Regions from separate parts of the Xenopus laevis genome. Here region 1 is linked to region 2. A link is a contact called in public Hi-C data. All regions are on one chromosome and are shown on one strand. The core of a region is the stretch at or near the end of the contact, and the rest is flanking DNA. Distances in the headings are between cores, read along the strand shown.

Evidence for each region. Hi-C and Micro-C count contacts between places; a contact is called where the count stands out from the background.
Region 1: a Hi-C map of the XL177 cell line shows a contact between it and region 2, with 4 times the contacts expected there. The contact joins the enhancer-like site here to the promoter of yipf6.L in region 2. A contact is called at or near these places in 2 of 4 Hi-C or Micro-C datasets (the XL177 cell line and the XTC cell line).

What each region holds. Positions count from the first base shown.
Region 1 is chr8L:30,463,964-30,466,790 of Xenopus_laevis_v10.1, reverse strand. ophn1.L (oligophrenin 1 L homeolog) reads right to left here. Exons shown (of 25, transcript NM_001086523.1): 11 at 1,197-1,288. Among protein-coding and RNA genes, the nearest start is that of ophn1.L, 46 kb to the right of the region's middle. Within about 2 kb of position 1,345, at least 1 of the 7 cell types and tissues checked has an H3K27ac peak or open chromatin away from gene starts, as enhancers often do.
Region 2 is chr8L:30,393,571-30,396,366 of Xenopus_laevis_v10.1, reverse strand. yipf6.L (Yip1 domain family member 6 L homeolog) reads left to right here and starts at 1,277. Exons shown (of 7, transcript NM_001097837.1): 1 at 1,277-1,372. The coding sequence starts at 1,331. It also overlaps a transcript of ophn1.L not described here.

The DNA of each region.
Region 1 (2,827 bases), core at 96-2,595, 70 kb before region 2:
AAAAGATATCATTATTATGCTCCGTTGCTTTCCACATCAACCAATGGGATGGGTACCCCCCCACCCACCCCTTGTCAATGCCAGGCGCTGTCTGGACACAGGTTTGAAAAAAATTGGCAACATGAGAGATTTTTTTTGTCACCATGACGTAACTGAGAAAATTCCTTTATGAATTTTAATGCATTAATCCGGAATCCTAGTTGCAACAGTGGCCATGAAAATCCACCAAAGACCAATATTGTAAAGCAAAAGTTGACCTCAACCCAAAAACAGTTTTTTACATAAAGAAAAAAAAAATTCTAACCAACTTTCTCATACACATTACTAATAAAGCTTCTGCTTCATTGCTTCTGAATATAAACACAGATACTGTTCTCAACAGCAATTACATCTACTTATACAGGTATGGGAGCTGTTATGCTCGGGACCTGGGGTTTTCCAGAAAACGGATCCTTCCGTAATTTGTATCTTCATACCTTAACTCTACTAGAACATCATGTAAACATTAAAAAACCTGGCTGGTTTTGCTTCCAATAAGCATTACAGCGAATAAGGAAATCATTTTCAAAAATTGGGATTATTTGGATAAATGGAGTCTATGGGAGACGGCCTTTCTGTAATAACGTAATTTCTGGATAACGGGTTTCCGGATAACGAATCCCATACCCGTACTGTAAAATCATTAAAAATCTTTCATGAACGTATGCTGGAAAGTTGCTTAGACTTTTATTTTTTTATTAAGAACTGTTTTTGGGTGGCACTCCCCTTTAACAAAACAAAAAAAAACCCTATACACGTATAAAATATCCTAAATAATATTATAATAAAACAGAGGGACAAAAGTCTTGTTATGGTAAATCTATACACCCAAACAGAAGATACCCTACAGTACCCATATCCCTTCCTCACTCCTATTGTTCCCCCGAAACTATTAATCTAGATCTTCTTCCAGATTTTCCTTGCAATAAATAAAGCACTGATTTAGGTTGCATATACAATGGTGACATTCATATAGCTGATATAAATATTATGGCCCATAGATCTTTTTTTTTATTTGGAAAAATCTCATTAGAACAAGTGAAAATAATAAACAAGGGGAAGGTTCCCAGTAAGATGCACAGTGAGAGACTGCATGCATGCCCAGCCGAGAAGTGTGACCCTAAAACTTTCCTTATTAGGATACCCTCATTACTTACCTCTCATTGGTCGCTACATCAAAGCAAAACCTCTTGTCAATAGAATCGCTTTTCCTTCTGATGCAAGACTTGAGGGTCAGCTCCTGGTTCCCCTGCATGAGAGAGAGAAAGGCCAAAGTAAGGAGCCTGGGAGCTGGACTCAGGAGACAGATGGTGGGGAGGGGGATTAGCTGTCAGGCTTTCTTCGGCAGACAAAAAGGATTAAAGCGTCACAGAATACAGATACAATAACGCATCCAGCATCTTGTTATTGTGTACATCTGCACCGGGCTGCCATGATCCACTTAGCCACCTCATGTGATTCACCCTCCTTCAGACTAGGGCATATTAACCCCCAAGTTAACGTTCTTTAAATGAACTTTTGCTTATTGTTCATATAATCCAAGATTTTGCAGCTTTTTATATCATAATTGTTGCCAAAAGAAGGAAGGAAATAATATATACAGCTGTTCTTACATAAGATTCAATCATTATAAAGCAAGTAAGGGGTGAAAGTCTGCCTAGGTTTGGTAACCCTTAGCAACCAATAAGATGTTTTATTTTAATATTTTAATTGCACAGGACCAGTAAAGTATAAGATCTGATTGGTTGCTATGAGCAACAAAACCGGTGATGGATTTCTCCACTGTTTTACACAACATTATAAATAAGCACCTTGGTATATAGCATACGGCCCAACGTAGGGGCAAATTCACTAACCTCCGAAATTCGCCAGCGACGGCTTCGCTTACAGCGCAACACTTCGACAGGCGTAGAGTCGCAGGGACAATGCTCATTCACTAAGATCCGCATCTTAGTGAATTTGCATAGTTACGTCCATTCGCCAGAGCACAAATTCACTAGGCTTTACGGAGCAAAGTACAGCCAGAGTCTATCTCTTTCGCTAGCGAAGTTACGCCAGCGACCGCTAGTAAATCGATGAAGTACCGAAATGACGTCACACTGGAGAATTTTCGCCAGCATTAGTCACTTTGCCCTTTAGTAAATTTGCCATATAGAAAATCAAGACATTTAGACCGCACACAGATCTAGCCTGACCATGCCCTACAACCCACCCAATTTCAGGTAAGCCAATGTTTGTTAGTAGTCCACAACCTAAAATGGTCCCGCCTAAACTGGGACACCTCAAAGAAATGATGGAAACATGCAGTATAACCCCCCATTGTCAACATTATTCCAATCTATACGGATTCTGCTGGACACAGAATACTTTTTGCCTGTTGTATTAAATAGGAAATCTGCATTGTTTTTGCTCTTCTTAAACTAAAGAGAGTACAATCTGGAAACAAAAGTAATGTCACAGTTACATAGTTAATTTTGCTTGAAAAGAGATAAAAGTTCAACCCCTCCAAATGACACCCATTGCTTAAATATACAGTACACAAACCTACAGAGACCTATCTATTCATATATAAACTATATATACATACTGTACCTATACTAACTGTAGATCTTAATACCACAATAGCCTATGCTTGTTTAAGAAATCATTTAAGTGACTCTTAAAGGCATAAATAGAATCAGCCATCACTACATCCCCCGACAGGGCATTTCCCAACCTCACTGCCCTCACCATAAAGAACCATTTGTAGAAGGCTGAACAAAATGACCAAAGAATGGTTCTTTGAAAA
Region 2 (2,796 bases), core at 28-2,527:
TTTCCCCTTGTTATCTTTCCTTTGTTATGATTTGTCTTTTTTAATCTGTAGGTTCTGCCAGTTTGAGGTCAACTCACTTATAACTATGAATATTGACCTCTGCTGACAGGATAAATATTTTTAAATATAACAGCTCCCTGTAGCTACTTGCATGATGCTGCTGACTATTTTTTCCTGCAATTAAAATCCTATTGCAAACCTCTAATTCTCTTGCTTCATTCTATAACCCTTTTTATGCATTACAATATGCTACTTGTAAATCAAGGACAATCTTTATAGGTTTACAAGATTCCTATGAAATAATGACTGTTCTACTACTAAAAAATATGAAATGGACAGGTGCAAAGATCCCTTGTAAACGATGAAAAATAATTCCAATTGATTCCAGTATTTTTCTCCTATCTACATGCACATTTTTTCTTACCCTGTCCCTTGTTAACCTAACAAGTTCAGCATTTTTTTATTTCTCCTTCCCTGGGTTTTTATCTGTTTGTTATAAAGGGAAAGTGTGGCCATGACACAGGAATGGAAGATCATTAATTTGTATGATGTAAAGTGCCAGTGTCGGACTGGCCCACCGGGATACCAAGAAAACTCCCGGTGGGCCCAGGTATCACTGGAACCTCATGCAGCTAAATTTTTGGCCTATTTCCTGGCCATTCCATATTTCTATGAGAACAAAGAGGCTAAATAGAAGAATATTAGTACTGAGAGTGGGCCCCTGGTCTAAGGTTTTTGGGTGGGCCCCTGGTGTCCCAGTCCAACACTGTACAGTGCTGACAGATGCCAGCCCAACCCTGACAAACATGTGTCCACCATGTTGCCAAATAAATCAGAAGCGCATTTGGACTTTATAATTTGTACCCGCATTGATTTTAACTTCACTTCGCCTTAGGCCAATAGCACATGGAACTGCTGGAAGCCATTTTGCACATGTTCACCGCATATACACCCAGAATCCCCAAGCTGTACTTTTAAGGAACCGACAAAAATGACTCTCCCTAATCAGACTACAGCCTAGGCCCGTTTTGGGAGAAGATTGAGAAGCACCATCACCGGCGCCAAACGCTACAAACTGACTTGCACGGAACGGCGCACCTAACCTACTATCCCCTTAATAATCTCCGCCCAATTGAAAATTCCGAATGACTGCGCAGGCGCTCGCTAAGCCCACGCCCAGCACTTTTGCGTTGCCATAGAGACGTGTCAGCATCGAACGTCTACGCGTAAAGCAAGCGACAGAAAGGCGGAAGAAGTTCTCGGAGCATAGAGGTGACGTATTTAGATCCGACTCCACGTCTCAGCAGCCAGCCGGAAAGAAAGGAAAAACATGGCGGAAACAGAGGGAATTGGAGACGGCAGTAAGCAGCTGGTGAGAAACACTAGTGAAGGGGGGAATGTACAACTTTGGAGGGGATCTTTGATTAAACGGCATTTACAAACATTTTTGGGGTGGGGGTTATTAGTTCGACTTTTACTGTTATGGCCCAGTTTGGCTGCCCCAATACTTACAGTAGTTTTTACCTGGTAGTTGTCTGAGAATAATTCAGTCCCTGAAGCCGAGGGTGAACAAAAGCAGTGGCCGCTGTCGTCTGCTCGTAGCAGCTGATTTACTAAAACAGGCGCTAAATTGCTCCAGTGTAAATACACGTTGCAACCAATCAGATCGTTGCTTTCATTTCAAGGAGCCTGTCACTCGGAGTTACACATAATATGGTAATTTTTTTTTTATCAGGAGTCAATTACCCTGCCTGGATGTTTTTGGAGTGTGGGGGAATTGAGCACCATTTTGTTTTAAATCACCATTCAAAAATGTTCACTGTACAGAACTGATGCTAGAATTGATCATAAAGCCAGAAGAATTCTAAAAAAAATAAAGCAGATAAGGTTGGATAAAAAGTCCTAGGGATAGGCAGTGTTATGGCAGAACAAATTGTAGACAATAATATCTATATGGTGCTGGTTTTACTCTTATCTAAACATGTCCCTTTTATTAGAGCTCTATATAGATCTGCCATAGTCCCTGTTTCAAATGAGGGGTGGGCGTGGCCCGCCAGAAGCACAGTAGGAGGGTAATAGCCAATCGCAGCCCTGCATTGACATAACCAGAGACAAGCTTCAGTTCCCTATCAGGTCTGCTAGCTGCTGATTGATTGATGTTAACTATATGAAAAATTTGCCATTGGACACTACATGACTGTCCAGGAACGCTGAATGCTTCATTTTTGGTGGTGCAATAGTTGGCACTGCTGCCTTGCAGCTCTGGGGTTTTGGGTTCAGTTCCAGCCAAGGGGCACTGTCTGCAAGGCGTTTGTATGTTCTCCCTGTGTCTGCGTGGGTTTCCTCTCACATTCCAAAAACATACAGACAGGTTAACTGATTCCTGTTGAAATTGGCCCTATTGTTTGTGAATATGAAAGGAATGGGGTAGGGACAGATATGAATGATGTACATTCTCTGTAATGCGCTGCAGAATATCGTGGTGCTACATAAGGATAATCATTTTTATCAGTTTTTACATTACAGCATTGTTGAAGGTCTCATGTATTATTCCCTACATCATTCTGCCCAAAAGTCTATATTCACTAGTCTGCCTCTGTGCAGAGATCTGAATAAATCAGAGTGCCATCTGATTTCTCTTTGTTATTGCTACATGTATGGAACTGAAGAGCAGCAAAGTTCCCAGATAGAGCACCACAGTATTTAACCCATGGAGGTAGAATTCTATTGAAGTTTGACTGCTCTGCCCTTGCATATCAACAAAAGCCCCTGTGCATAATAATGCTTAATGCCCAC